Linked DNA regions of Mus musculus: region 1 is linked to region 2. A link is a contact called in public HiChIP or PLAC-seq data. All regions are on one chromosome and are shown on one strand. The core of a region is the stretch at or near the end of the contact, and the rest is flanking DNA. Distances in the headings are between cores, read along the strand shown. Region 1 has its middle 34 kb from the start of Clmn. Region 2 has its middle 20 kb from the start of Gm40562.

The links. HiChIP or PLAC-seq counts read pairs in DNA pulled down with a chosen protein or histone mark.
Region 1: a contact with region 2 is called in an H3K27ac HiChIP or PLAC-seq map of embryonic stem cells, with 4 times the contacts expected there. The contact joins two enhancer-like sites. A contact is called at or near these places in 1 of 15 datasets of contacts at CTCF or cohesin (embryonic stem cells), 2 of 484 Hi-C or Micro-C datasets (bladder smooth muscle and embryonic stem cells), 10 of 115 datasets of contacts at active chromatin or transcription factors (craniofacial prominence, embryonic basal ganglia and embryonic stem cells) and 1 of 9 other capture datasets (embryonic trunk).

The regions. Positions count from the first base shown.
Region 1 is chr12:104,895,591-104,903,107 of GRCm38.p6, forward strand. No RefSeq gene overlaps it. Among named protein-coding and RNA genes, the nearest start is that of Clmn, 34 kb to the left of the region's middle. Within about 2 kb of position 3,756, at least 21 of the 459 cell types and tissues checked have an H3K27ac peak or open chromatin away from gene starts, as enhancers often do. A contact at or near this core is called in embryonic stem cells, where this site is marked.
Region 2 is chr12:104,449,944-104,457,089 of GRCm38.p6, forward strand. No RefSeq gene overlaps it. Among named protein-coding and RNA genes, the nearest start is that of Gm40562, 20 kb to the left of the region's middle. Within about 2 kb of position 3,153, at least 6 of the 459 cell types and tissues checked have an H3K27ac peak or open chromatin away from gene starts, as enhancers often do. A contact at or near this core is called in embryonic stem cells, where this site is marked.

The DNA of each region.
Region 1 (7,517 bases), core at 2,506-5,005, 450 kb after region 2:
TGGAAAACACAGTTGGTTTTCCAAACATTCCCCCATAGAACATTCTTGGGCCACTGGCATGTTCCTCACAGGGGATACATGCTTGGCATTTGTCCTGGTACTCTCAGTATGGTGCACATGACTAACTAGAGATATCCACTTTACAGTCCCTCAGTATCAGTTCACGGCTTTGGTGCAAGCTCTGGGTTGGTTTCTTGCTTCTAACCCAGAGGAACGTGTGGGCACACTTGATGTATTTACTGTCTCACCCCTGAGTTCCCTTTTCCCTTCTAGTCCCTTAATTTTACCGTATTTGGAACCCCTGAAGTTGTTATGAAGGTCTAAAGGCATACTAGAAGTGAAGGCTTTGTAAACTGTATACAGACCAAGGATGTTGATAGAACAGTCGCTCCATGCTTGGAGGCCCTCCTCCTCTTTACCTCAAAATCCCAGTCTTGATAAAGCAGGAGGAACCGGTTCAAGCTAGACATCTCCTTCAAGCTGCCTGCTGGGGCCCAACACAATTAAACATTCTCCTTGTAAGAGCTGCCTTGGTCATGGTGTCTGTTCACAGCAGTAAAACCCTAACGGAGACAGTGCCTAAGAGCACATCCCTCGGGATGCTTTTCTGTTGCTATGGAAGCTGCAAGTGTGTCGAGAATAGATGAGACTCCCAGGAGTCTGGCTTAGGTAGGTGTTCCATGAAGGCTGGTCCATGGATGAATGATGCAATGCTGAATGGATGGATGGATGGATGGATGGATGGATGGATGCTCAACCAGGCATTTTGCTCAGAACACCTTATAGACATTTGGAAGCACAACTGCCTCTCTAAATACTCTTGACTTACTTCATTTCCTTTCATTAAAAAAAGACAGCGAGGCAGGAAAAATATAGGTCTCTCTCTTCCTCCGACTTCTGAGATCATAAGCAGGCCCTGCTTTCTGGGTACCTAATGACACTTCTTTTAGGACCCCTTCATGCCTCCAAGCTGCCTGTCCCTCTCCACTCTTTCTTCAGCCTTGAGCACATTGCAGTGACCACTCGAGTAGCAGACACCGGCTGGCACTGAGGACACCGCCTGGCCATTTCTTCCTTGTGGAACCAACCTTCTCTGGGGCCGGCCCTCACTTCTTCCTCCCCAGCGTCCACCAGCCTTGAACTGCGCCAGCCCGGGGGACGCCAGCCGGCGGTGAGGAAAGATTACATGAATAAACAATGCGCCAATGTTCCGAGTGAATGACTTTGGAAAGCACTCCGGGCTTGTTCTGGTTCAGTGAAAAGCAAGCGCTTGGCCTTAGCCAGCGTTGCATTCCACTCTGGGTTCGAGGGTTGCCTCTGTCCAGGACTGTGCAGGAAAATGTGGGGCTCTCCATGAGTCAGGGCTACTCAGAAGTTCTGAGAGCTTCCGGATCCTGGGACAAGTGTCCTAAGACTGCAGTAGGGGTATCAGGCACGTCCCCCACTTATCTCTTGCTCTAAGTCTGACCTTGAACTGTGCCCCTTGACTGAAGGGGCTGGCCTCAGACAAAGCATAGTGTGTAGGACCCAGGCAGCACAGGGCTGGTCACAAGTACAGCATTCAGCTACAGTGCAGGCAGGGAAGGGGCTCTGAGGTCTCTTTGTTCCAGGGCTCACATGGTGTGGTGGTTGCTTGGCTGTCCAAACAAGTATGCAAAGACTCTGTGACCCTGGAGGTGGAAAATACCTGCCTGGGCCAATCAGCGCAAGGATTAAGTGTAAGGCCAAAGAGGTGAGCGAAGGAACAGAGCCCAGCCTGTCCTTTGGTGTGCACCTGCAGGCAGCCACGGAGCTGTCATTCCTAACCAGCAGCCCAGCTGCAGCCCAGACCTTGGAAGTTGCTATTATTAGGTGGGGGATGGGGGATGTCGAGGCTTAGGGACAGCCAAGTTCTCAGGTAGGGTTGATGGACCAAGAACTGGAAAACGCTGGTCTCACAGGAGCACAGATGACAAGCCTGCGAAAGAATGGAGACTACAGACCGCTCCTGTTTGTTTTGGAAAGCGAGGGGCCTGTGTGTTATGTGGGAACTCTGCAGGGGGGTGGCCAGGTATGGAAAGAATGTAGGCTTTGGATTCTATCATTTCTAGGCTTAAATCTGGACTCTGCATGGGAGGGCTGTGTGATCTTGGACAGGCTGTCTGACTGCTCTGCGCCTCTACAGAAAACATTTTACTTATTAGAGGTTCATAAGAGAATCCAGCCAACCACCCCTGCCACCTCCAGAGTCAGGCCCATGAGTCTCTCTCAACTGGTGTTGTCATTACTGTTTCAGGATCTTGAAACAGGGTCCCTCTGAGCTGTGACATGTGACCTTGTATACCAGACCACGCATCTCCCAGTCTGAGCTCCAAGTTGCCCCTGTGAAAGATTCCAAGGCAAAATGACAGGATTAAGTCAGGGGTCTCCAAAGCCCACCATGTGTTTGTGGGAATAAGCAGTCCTGTTTCCTTGGACTGTCCTGGACATCATGGGGGGGGGGGGGACATTATGGGGATGGGGGGGGGGGAGTGTGCCGCAGCCTCACTGGCCGCTGCTCACCAGATCACAGAAGTTCTACCCTTCCTCAATGTGACCATCAAATGTGTGCAGACATTGTAGCACATCCCCTGGAGCAGAAAAAAAGGAAGCAGGACCTGCTGTCTGTCTTGTGCTTGCTGGGCTCTTTAGACAGCAAGCCAGCTCTCTGGGCCTCCCATTTTAGATATGAAGCATCGTGTTCAGAAAGTGCTCGGTCCTCTAGGCCAGACCCCAGAGTTCTGAAGTAGGAGTGTTACCTGCTCCAGGAGGCTGATAGATTTCCCTCAGGCAAGATAAAAGGTTGCATTCTACCTGGTCCCACAACACCCAGTCCTGATTTGGGGCTCAGTTAGAGAAGGGGGGCTATTTGAAGTGCTCTGGGTGACACATGAGGGACAGCTAGCCAAGGATGTCCTTGACGCCAGCGGTGGTCAGCTCCATGCAAGGACAGCAGCTGAGGCTGGAGCACGGACTGGAAAGACATGTCAATAGAGAAAAGCCCTGTGAGCAGTTGACTATTGCCTAAGTGGCCCGAGATTTTGCCTTTCATATCTGTAAAACAGGAATAATCTCTCTCTCTCTCTCTCTCTCTCTCTCTCTCACACACACACACACACACACACACACACACACACACACGCCTCTGCCAGCCAGAGGACTCCTGTGGGTTTGGGTAAAGTCCAAAGTACCTGACACATTCAGTAAATGGTATCCGTGACAGTGATGGCTAGGGTCAGCCCTTAACGAAGCAAGAAATGACTGGGCTGTGCCAGAAAGGGCTGATGTGAGCAGCCTACAAGCCGCTGGGAATTCTGGGAGGGCTGCAGTGTCCAAGCGGCCTTCACTAAAACAACAGTCCACATTGAGTAGGTCTTGAGCTAGCCCATGTGGGGTCGACAGTGCCCCCTCCTGGAGAGTGTGGGTTGCTGGCGCTGATTACTTGGGGTTTCTGAGGGTTGCCATGAGGTGCCTTCATCAGCGGGTTTGACAGAACCTTCCAGGCGAAGAACACATTGTGAAGATAGTCTCCGTGCTCACTCCAGGCCGGAAAAGTCACTTTCCCCGCACTCTACCATCTCCTGCCTTCTTTGGTCCAGCCAGGTTCATCTTTCTGTCTCTCTGATTAAAATCTAGTATCTTCTGGGGAAACAGAAGCCGGTGAGCTAGTGGCGTTTGCACATCCACCTACCTTTCTGGCTCTGAGGAGGCGGGGCTTGTGCTTGTGAGCCTTCCTCTTCCTTCTCCAGGGAGCCGCCACTTTCTCTCCAGGAAGGACTTCCTGAGCTTGCCATGGGCAGAGGTGGGCGTGTACACTGGATGCACAGAGAAGCCTGGAGGCCGCTGACTCTCCCTGCGTGGGCTCTGCTGTGGACCACTAGGGCAGAACGGCCACAGACTTCCTAGTCCCTTTCTAGTGCCCTCGCATCTCTGCAGAGGGCAGCGTTTATCTATCAACCTGTGTGTGAGAGAGAGATGCCCAGATAAAGTCACCCTGAATCCTCCTCTTGTGAGATAGGAAACTGTCCTTGCTTTGCACAGGGAACGAAAGCTTGTCACACAGGCAGGGCCAAAAGTGCTTAAATGGACTTTTCTGGTGCCAGGATGACCGGTGTGTCCTTATCCAAGTGTCGGAAGCTGACCTCCAACACTAGCCCCTGTCTGTCATAAAGCACAGGTTTGCCACATTGAAGGAAAGAGGCACAGATCACGGGGGAGGGGGGGGGCTCCAGTGGTTTCTCCCATCTCCTACTAGGTCTGTGATCTCCCACTGGGGCCCTAGAGTGGACCCTTGGAGGCCTCACTTGCTAGACACATCCTCTGGCTGCCCTGTCTAGCTAGTTATGAAGCTGCCGGCAAGCCATGGGCACTGCAGAGGGCCAAGGCACAGACTGTCCAGGTGGCAAATGGCTTCCCCTCTCCACTACCGTTCACCAAGAAAGTCTCCTGGCTCTTTTCCAGGTGACAGACTGGATTCTATCCCAGTGTGTGATGGCCTCCAGGAATTTATGTCACAGCCCTGAACTAGGCTAGCTGGGCGCTTCACTCAAACCTCTGCAAGGACAACTTTGTGTATTGGTGTGAGTGTGTGTGTGTGTGTGTGTGTGTGTGTCTGTCTGTCTGTCTGTCTGTCTGTCTGTCTCTGTGGAGGGGGTCATTCTTTTTTTCAAACTAAATATAATAAACAAAACTAAGAGATTCGAGTTGATTTTTGCCTGTAAAATAACAAAGATACATTTTAGTATATTATTATGAAATGTTGGTGGATATTCCTATCAAAACCTATTTTTTTTGTATGTGTCTAAACCCAAATTTAGCTATATGTCTTATGTTTGATTTATTAAGCTCGGGACCTCTACAGACACATAAACATGCATACACATGTGTGCATGTACTCTCTCCATACCCACACCTACTGCACAGTTTCCCTTGGTATCCAGGGAGCATTGGTTCTAAAATCCCCTCAGATACCCAAATCTACGGATATGGGAGTCCCATATGTAAATGATGCGGCTTCGGTATTCCACCTGTACACACCCTCCCATGCACTTTAACGCTATATAAATATGCTGTCTTGCTCAGGGAACTATGAGAGTGCACAGATGCAAATACTATTTTCTAACTACATTGTCTTCCAGGTAGCTAATTCGGCAGGTGGCTGGCTCTATAGACAATTCCATGTTCCCACAAATAAAGAGGGTCAGCTGTACACATGAAGACAGGGGTGCACACACATAACTCGTATGTCCAATGACTGGATTCTTAGTCACATATATGCAAGCAGACACACACACACACTTCTCCCTTTCTGTGGACTATAGACACTGTCTCAAGACTGAGTCCCTCAAAATTGAGTTTATAGCCTCTAGGTCTGCAGTTGTTTCCTGAGGCCGCTTCCCCCATAGATTCCTTTAGGAGCCTGTGTTTGCTAGCGGCCATTGCTCCTTCCTGCAGCTCCTATGGAATTAACGGCTTGGGCTTGGTTTTGAGCAGAGGTGGCAGACCCCTCCTCCCACCTAGCTACCTTAGCCTCCCTCTCTCCCTAATGGCTTCTCCATTACTTTCTGGCCTGTGGGCTGCTGGCTGGCTGGTGGGTCTTGTGAGGAGCAGGCCTCTTCCCGCCCACTCCCCAGTTGCTCATAGCTGGTTTATGTCCGTCCGTCCGGGCAGTGCCTACAGGGCCTGCGGCCTGGATGTTCTGAGAATTTTATTGGCACCACCACCGAGATGAGGGCCATGGGGGTCCTTTGGGCCTTTCGGAGCCGCTTTATTGGAGCAGGCCTTTCAGACACAGCAGGCAGCCGCCATTTCAGGAGAATCTGGTTTCTCTGCAGGCTCGGGCTTGTTTCCTCTCTGTTTGATTTGGCAGAGGCACAGCCTGGCCTGTTTTGATCTGCACCTCATGTTTGGGCTTTTTGTGGCCTGTTGGTGGATGAGGTGGTGCAGAGGGTTAGCCATTTCCCCACAGCCACAGGGACACAAACAGAGCTTTGTGTCAGGCCGCAGCAGGTGGAATGGAAAGTGTTCAGGCCCCTCCCGGGCTCAGGGTGGGGGGGATGCAAAGCCGTTAAAATGCAAATAAAAGCACTCCACAGCACCTACACCTTGGGAACCCAAGCTGGCCTGTGAGAAGACTGTTGGGTCTCAATTACCGTCAACTCCTTTGGGATCTGGGATAGGAAGGAGGCGGACAGAATTAATATTCTGCAAGGGGATTTGAATTTTAAAACTTCACTGGGGGTTGAGTTCACAGCCAGGCCTGAGCAACAGATGGCCAGCATGCCCCTGACATTTGAAAGCAGTGAAGGGCACGCTAAGGGAGAAAGGGTCTGGCTAAGAGAGCCCTGTCCCATCCATGGAACCCTTTCTGCATTTGATTGGTCCCCAAACCAAAATGAATAGCCACCATATTTGAAATAAAAGATCCATGGGGAACGCTGTGATCGGCTGGTGTGCCTGCCATTCATACCTCAGAATCTAACCCTCAGATGGTGACCATTCGGGGATGGGGGCTTCATGAGGTATATGGCTAAATGAGGGCATTAGGGAAAATCTAATTCATTACAAATCACTCTTCCTTTTTTTTTCTGGTGTGTGTGTGTAGGTGAGAGCACATGTGTGTGCACATGTCACATGTGTGCACATGCACAAAGATGTCTGTGGAAGCCAGGCTGTGACATCAGGATGTGTTTCTCAATCAGGACTCCACCTGACTTTTTTTTGAGACACGGTCTCTCACTACGCCTGGATATGGCCCTCTGAGCTAGACTAGTGAGCCCCACCCCCACCCCACCCTGTGCACGTGTCTCTGCCCTGGAGTTAGAGGTGCGTACCTCCACCCCTGGTTTTTGGTACGTGGGTGCTGGATTCAAACTCAGTTCTTTATGCTTATCTAGCAGTGCTGTTCTGTAAGGGGGTTACCTTTCGGAATAGCCCCGCAAGGACTTTATTGACTGCGCATCTCCTCAACCCATGACCGTGCATAAAACAGCATTTGAATGCAGCCACACCCAGAGGGACACACCCAGAGGGACAGGGAAAAGCTTCATCAGAAACCAGCTCCACCTGCCCTTGATCTCCAGAGCTGTGAAAAATAAGGGTTCCAGCTTTGAGCCTCCTGTCTCCAGCACTTCACCAGACAGCTTTCGGGGAGCTCAGAATCAGCAGTGAGAAGGGAGGAGGCCTAGTCGGCCTCTCTGCTGTTGTGACAAACGCTGACTGAATGCACAGGCTGTGTTGCGTCTCACACTTCCCAGGCCGCAGTCTGAGGGACTGAAGCAGAGACTGGAGGAGTCCTGCCCACTGCCTCCTCACCCTCCTCTGGTTCCTGCTCAAACAGCATTCTTATACAGTCCTGGAACCCTTCCCAGAAACGGCACTAGCCAGAGTGAGCTGGGCTTTCCCACATCAATCAATAATCAATGATCAATTCCCCAATAGACACAGAGAGCTACCGGCCAATCTGATCTGACCAATCCCTTAAATGAGACTCCTTCACC
Region 2 (7,146 bases), core at 1,903-4,402:
GTTCCTGAGACTTGTTCCTGTGGGGTAGTACACACTTGTAATCCCAGCACTCAGAGGCTGAAACAACAGGATCATAAGTTCAAGACCAGCCTGGGTTACAACATGAGTTCAGGGAATCTGAGTTAAGCAGCCATACTTTTTCTCAGAAACAAAGACAAATAACATAAAACAAGGACTGGGGGTACTTAGCTCAGTGGTACAGTGCTTGCCTCGAATATCCAAGGTCCTGGATTCCATCCCAGCATGCCCTGTCTCCTGGGGGAGGAAAAGATCTACCACTCCTGGAAAGAAGAACAGCTCAAAGAAAGGAGAAGAGTTCTGGTGGGTCCACTGCCCCCACTTCCCAGGAAGAGCTACCACCATTCTTCTCTGGCAAAGGCAACTGTGGCTAATTTTAAGGTTTCCTAACCCCAGCCCCTCCCAGCTCCCCGCTCTCATTTAAAAGGACAAGCACCCGGAGCCAAGCCCACTTAGCCCAGCAGCTGGCAGATGCCCTTAGTCTTGGGCTTGCCAGCGGCCCATGACTGCATTCTATTTCACATCTCGGGCATGACGGGGCCCAGAGACTAACCAGCACCCACAGGGTGGGGCTGTTCAAGACAGCAGCCCTGTTATGAAATAGGGCGCCTCTCTCGGAGCCCAGCTCTGCATCCTGTCAAGACGACGTGTGTCTTTCCTTTCCTTCCTCGGGAAGGTGAAATATAAGCCTGGAACAACACTGGATCCCTGTTCCCTCCTGGACAAAAGTCAAAACTGGAATCTGATAAATCTGAAATCGACGCTCATTTCTAATTGGACGTCACGGGGCTGGACGAGGTGCCAGGGCCGGTGGCATTTCACGTCGTATGTTATTGTTGGTGCCGACAGAAGACATGAATCTTTCGGAACATTCAAGAAGAAATGAGTATTTCCATGATTCCGGCAACTAAATACCGACCTATTTTACTTATTACAAAGGAGGCCTCTGTCCCTCCCTCAAAAGTTTGCAATAACTGAGAAGGCAGAGTCTGTGGGACCCAGTATCCATCTCTGTGCTGACCAAGGACTGTCTCCTACTTGTTGACCTGAAAAGAACTCCTACTCACCTACAAAACCCAGCTCATAAGTGTCCACTCTGAGAATCCTACCTAGCTGCCAAGTCACTTGCCAAGGCTGCTTCTAGGTGACCAGGAGCTGATGGGTCTCCAGGCATCCCAGGATATCCAAGTCACCTGTTATCCAAGTCACCTATTTCCTTTTCAATCTCCAAAACCTCCAGAGACAGAGACAATAACACCCGGTTCTCTTCTGGTTCCAAGACCAGTACTCAGGAGGGGCCCCGTGGACAGTCTTATTGCGTAAATGATGATCATTTTTCTCATTAATAAAAAGCAATAATTTGGGAGTAGGTGTGTTGGCACGAACCTATAATCACAGCATTTGGGAGGCTGCAGATATGGCTGGTCATGACTTGGAGAGATGGCTCAGTGGTCAAGAGCACGGGCTGCTGTCTCAGAGGACTCAGGTTTGATTCCCAGCACCCACATGGTGGTTCACGAAGATCTGTAACTCCAGTTCCAGGGGATCCAACACCCTCTTCTGGTCTCCACAGGCACCCACGTGGGTACACAGACATACATGCAGTCAAAAATACGGAGACATAAAATAATAAAGATAATGTTTAAAATGGTTGGCAGTCACTTGGGCTTTGTAAAGAAAAATGTCTCTCTTTTTAAATCTTGCTTATTTGTTTATTTTGGGGATGAGTGTCATGTGACATCCACGTGGAGGTTAGAGGTCAACTTCCAGGAGTCCCTCTCTTTTTGACATGTGATCCCCTGGGGTGAAGCTCGGGCCATCAGTCACTGTGACAAGTGCCTCAACTCACTGATCCATCCTGCCATTCCAAATTTTAATTAATTAATTAAGGCACTAATTCTTAACTGGTAGATCTTCTACACACCCCTCCCCAGAGGACACCTGCTCGTGACTGGAGCTGCTTTGCTTGTCACAGCTGGGAAGGAGAAAGCAGCTAGTGAGCACAGACAGAGTGGGTATAGGACTCTGGGGGGCCCTACACACACTGGCTTCAGTGAGACCCTTCTTCTGTAAAACATGAAAGAAAATTCTATTTTACAATTGAGTTGATATGGAGATAAATACCATTGAGCTGACCTACAAACCTACAAAACCCAGCTCATAAGTGTCCACTCTGAGAATCCTACCTAGCTGCCAAGTCACTTGCCAGGGCTGCTTCTAGGTGACTTTCTTTCTTTCTTTCTTTCTTTCTTTCTTTCTTTCTTTCTTTCTTTCTTTAACAAGGTCTTACTCTACAGCACAGATTTTACCTGGAACATACAATGTAGCCCAGGCTGGCCTCAACTTCCCATGTGTTGGAATTCTAGATGTTCAACATCATGCCTGATTACACATCCTTTATTGTTATGTTCATTTTTTCCTTCTGATTTTAAATTTTAATTCAAGAACATTTTCAGAGCCCCAAATGTACTCTGGGGCTTGGGAAGTGTCTGCATGACTACTGGGTAAGAGGCTTGGGGCCCCTAAACATTCCATAAAGTCTAGGACCACCCTATGAAACAGCCTCAAAGGACAACAGGTCAGTTCTGAGAATGTGTCATCAAGGAACACTCCAGAATGTAGAGTTTACAGAGTTAGTTAGTCTGAGCTCCCATAGCCCCTGGAGCCGGCTGAAATAGCCAGGATGGGTTAACCTTCACCAGCAAGGCTGTAGGGCAGGGGAGGGGCTGATGAGTACAGTGCACACTTTCATGAGACCACTCATAAACAGGTTCCCCCCTCCCTCCTCCTCCCCAAAGGGTGGATAGAGCATGGACTCCTATTTTGCTCTTGTTGAGCTCGATATCCAGGCAGCCGGCAACACTTCATTATTCACACAAACAGGAAGTCCTATGATGCCATTGCCCGGGGCAGCTTCATTAGTTTGAAGCCGAGTGGTCTCTGCAAATGTGTTTGTGTAATTTACATGATCTCCACACATGCATCCCTGTGCCGCTTGTCAAGGGAATGCACTCTGAGAAACACATCTTTGGGCAAGCTCCTTGTCTTCAGAGCACTGTGGGGTGTGCTTGCATGGGACCAGACTGGGTAAGCAGCCTCCCTGGTGCAACCCAGGGACACCCATAAGCACTGGATGCAGCAGGCAGCATTAACACCACAAAGGTGATGCTTATCCTGGGTGGTTTGATAGAAGGAGTAGAATCACTCTGGAAGTAAACTTCTGAGGAAGTTAAGGGGGATTTTCTGGATTGAGCTGGCTGAGGAGAGCAGCTCCACCCTAGCTGTGGGTGGCGCCATTCCATTAGCTGGAGTTTCAGACTGAGCAGAAAGAAGAAACCAAGCTGAGTGAGCACAGGCTCCATTCCTGCAGATACAATGTAACCAGTTCATCTCTGCAGATACAATGTAACCAGTTCATTCCTGTAGATACAATGTAACCAGTTCATTTCTGCAGATACAGTGTAACCAGTTCATTCCTGTAGATACAATGTAACCAGTTCGTTTCTGCAGATACAATGTAACCAGTGGCCTGCGGCTCTTACTGTCACACTCACACACACCCCTCTGTGAGGGACTGAACCCTCCAACTGTGAGCCTGAACCAACCTGAACCAGAACCAACCTCTCCTACTATGGGTTGCTTTTGACAGGTATTTTGTTGCCACAATAAGGCAAGTGGCTAATACTTGGAAATTGGTGTAGAGAGAAGTGGACTGTTACCCTGCTGTACCTGAGCAGGCAGTTCAAAGACCTTTGGAACTGGTTTGGGGAAAGAATATGGGAAAGTCAGAGTATTGGGCTTGGAAAGCTGTAGAATGTGATAAGCAGAACCTAATGGACCGATCTGGTGGGAATTTTGAAGACAAGAATGCTAAGAGAGAAGTGAACAGCAGAGCCTGGTCAGGAAGCTTCAGAGGAGAGTAAAGACTATACTGGGAACTGGGCTGGAGGCCATTCATGTGATGATATTCAGGCAAATAACCTGGCTGTGTGTTGCCTGTGTCCTACAAACTTGAAGGATACTGAACAAAGGAGCAATAGATTAGTCCGTTTGATGGAGAAGGAAATAAAAGCACTCAGGTTACAGCCCAGCTACTGCTCGCAGCCATCATCCAGGTCCACAGTGAGGGAGACCATGGGTCATCTGCCAAGGAAAGCTGCAGGTATGGAGTAGAGCCAGCCCAATAGAGATGCTACATATGCTGCAGGCTACTGAGCTGGAGGGGAGGACCACCTAAACCTAAAAGATTCTGTTGAAAGCCCTAAATGTTGGACATGGAGTGATAGCTTCAAAGTTGCCATCCTCCTGCCTCAGCTCCGGAGTGCTATGATTATAGAATTGGCTTGTAAGCTCATTTTTTCCAAATATTTTTGATCTGTGGTAGCAGGCTCCACAGATACAGAGACCCAAGTCTACAATTTATTTCAAAGGCTTTTGGAGTCAGTATGCTCTTAATTTATTTAGGATATTTTGCGTATATAGTTATTAAGTGAATGATTATTTATATGTTGTCTTTTTCAGACAGAGGTCTCCCTATGTAGCCTAGAGAGACCTTGAACTCAGGATCTTCCTGACCCTACTTCCCGAGTGCTAAGACTTACAACCCCAGCTCAGCTCTGTGCTCTTGTGTGTTTTCCATCTAGAATTACAACTAGTATTATCCCACCTCATAGAACAACCCTTCACTCCCCCAACCCTTCTGTTTTGTAGAAGACAGAGCAGAGCAGGGTGGAAGGGTAGATTTGTAAAGTGCCATGCACTAGGGACGGCTGATGCTGAAGGGGCATAAGCTCACAACTCAAATCCCAGGGTGACATTCAGATCAGACCTCCAGTGTGAGCAGGGATCCCAGCAAGCCTCCGTGTTGTGCTACCAGTCTCTGGGCAGCATTGAAATAGGCCCACTTGTTGGTCCTGGTTAGGAACCACCACACACAGTAGCCTCTCAAGATGTTTGCCAAACTGCTGGATTGAAAACAATTTGGCAGCTGTCCAGGGAGTCAATACGAATGTTCATTCTCTTTGCCCTGCTCTGGCCTCTGTTTTGAGCCTTTTTCCTAAGGACCCTAGCTCACAGGGAAAGTGGGAAGCCATCATTGACATAAATTCACCATGGAAATTGGAAAATGCTTTACAAATGCTTTCCAGAATCATATGAGAGATGGGCTCTTAAGGCCTCCCCAGGAACGATCCATACTGATGGGGGTGTCTGAAGATCATCCACTGGACAGCCATGGGGCACACAGTGACAGGCAGCCTCCTCTTCCCATTGCTTAGGAGACCACCTGCTGAAGGAAATGGCTGCAATGTAATGTTAACCGGAAAGAACAAAATAAAATAAATTTTAAAAAAAAATAGAAGCTATGACAGGAAAAACAGAGGACATGGTGGTGTCAGAAGAATCAGAGTAGGAACTTGTGTTTGGTTGGTTGGTTTTGTTTGTTGAGACAGAGTCATTAGGTCATGCTGTTTTACAAATGTAGTGTGAGCTTGGGCACATCCAGGGGACAGTGCCTGGATATTCTGCAAGTGTCATTTCAGCCTGAAGACACACCAACCTGGGAACTTCAAAGTTTGAAGGCAGAAGAAGAGCAAGCTATGGGATACCATCTTAGTTAGGGTTTCCATTGCTGTGAAGAGATACCATGACCACAGCAACTCTTATGAAGGAAAACACTTAACCGGGGCTGGCTTACAGTTTCAGGATCTAAACCATTATCACCATGGTGGGAGGCATACAGGCCAAATGGTGCTGGAAACAGAGCCAAGAGTTTTACATCTTGATCTGAAGGCAGGCAGGAGAGACTACATGTCATACTGGGCATAGCTTGAGCATATATATAGCCTCAAAGCCCACCTACACAGTGACACACTTCCTCCAATAAGGCCATACCTACTCCAACAAGGCCATACCTCCTATTAGTGCCACTCCTTATACACCAATCATTCAAATACATGAATCTGTGGTGGCCAAATTTATGCAGACCACCACAGATACCATACCCAGTGTCCCACTGGGCTTCCCACTAACTGTCCCAACAATTGAGACATGCAAGCAATTGAAACAAACATGGCGGGTGCCATGAAAGATGGAACTATCACCCCGTTCTACTCCTTGTAACTCCACCTCGGAGGAAGCCATGCTTCAAAACAAGGGATGGCTGTCTTTGTAATAAGGTGGGTTAGAGCGGTGGCTCCCCAGTTAAGAGAATGCCCTGCTCTTTCAGAGGGCCCGAGTTTGGTTCCTAAAGCTCACTTTGGGCAGTTGGCAACTGCATTTAATTCCAGCTGCAGGGGATCAGATGCCCTCTTCTGACCTCCACTGGTACCTACACACACAGTGTGGTGGCACTTATTTGGATCCCAGCACTTTGATATCAGAAGGCAGGAAGATTACTGCCAATACAAGGCTAGCTAACTGACATAGCAAGTTCCAGGCCTGTGGGAGTGCCTAGCAAGACCAGCTCTAAGAACAAAACAGGAGGCTATGGCACAGCTCAATCTATAAAGTGCTTGCTTTGCAAGCAAGAGGACATGAGATCAATTCCCCAGGGCCCACTCAGAAGCCTGTCATCTCAGGGTTGGGTAGATGGAGACTGACAGATCCCTGGGGGGAACTGGCTAGCCGGCTTTGCCTACTTGGCAAGTTACAATGGAATGAGAGACCCTGTGTCAATATGGAATGGAACTGAGAAGTTCACTGCCAAGTTTGTCCTCTGGCCTCCACCTGCACACACATGTGCCCCTGAACACACATGTGCACCTACACATACATGTGCCCCTGAACACACATGTGCACTTGCACACATATTAACAAGCATACACATAGCTAAGAGGGAGAAACCTGGGGCTGTAGTTTGGTCAATAGAGCACTTGTCTAACATTTGTGAAGTCCTGAGTTTGACCCCAGCACAAACCCTAGGCATGACAGTCTATGGCTGTAATCTCAGCACTTGGGCAATGTAGACAGGGAAATCAGAAATTCAAGGTCAGCCTTGGCTACACAGAGGACTGAAGTCGAAAAGAAAGGGAGGGAGAGAGAGGCAGGGAGGGGGAAGGGTAGGAAGAACAAATTTCAGGTGTGCTGGTACATCCCTATGACCTCAGAAGGCAAGGCAGGACAATCCTT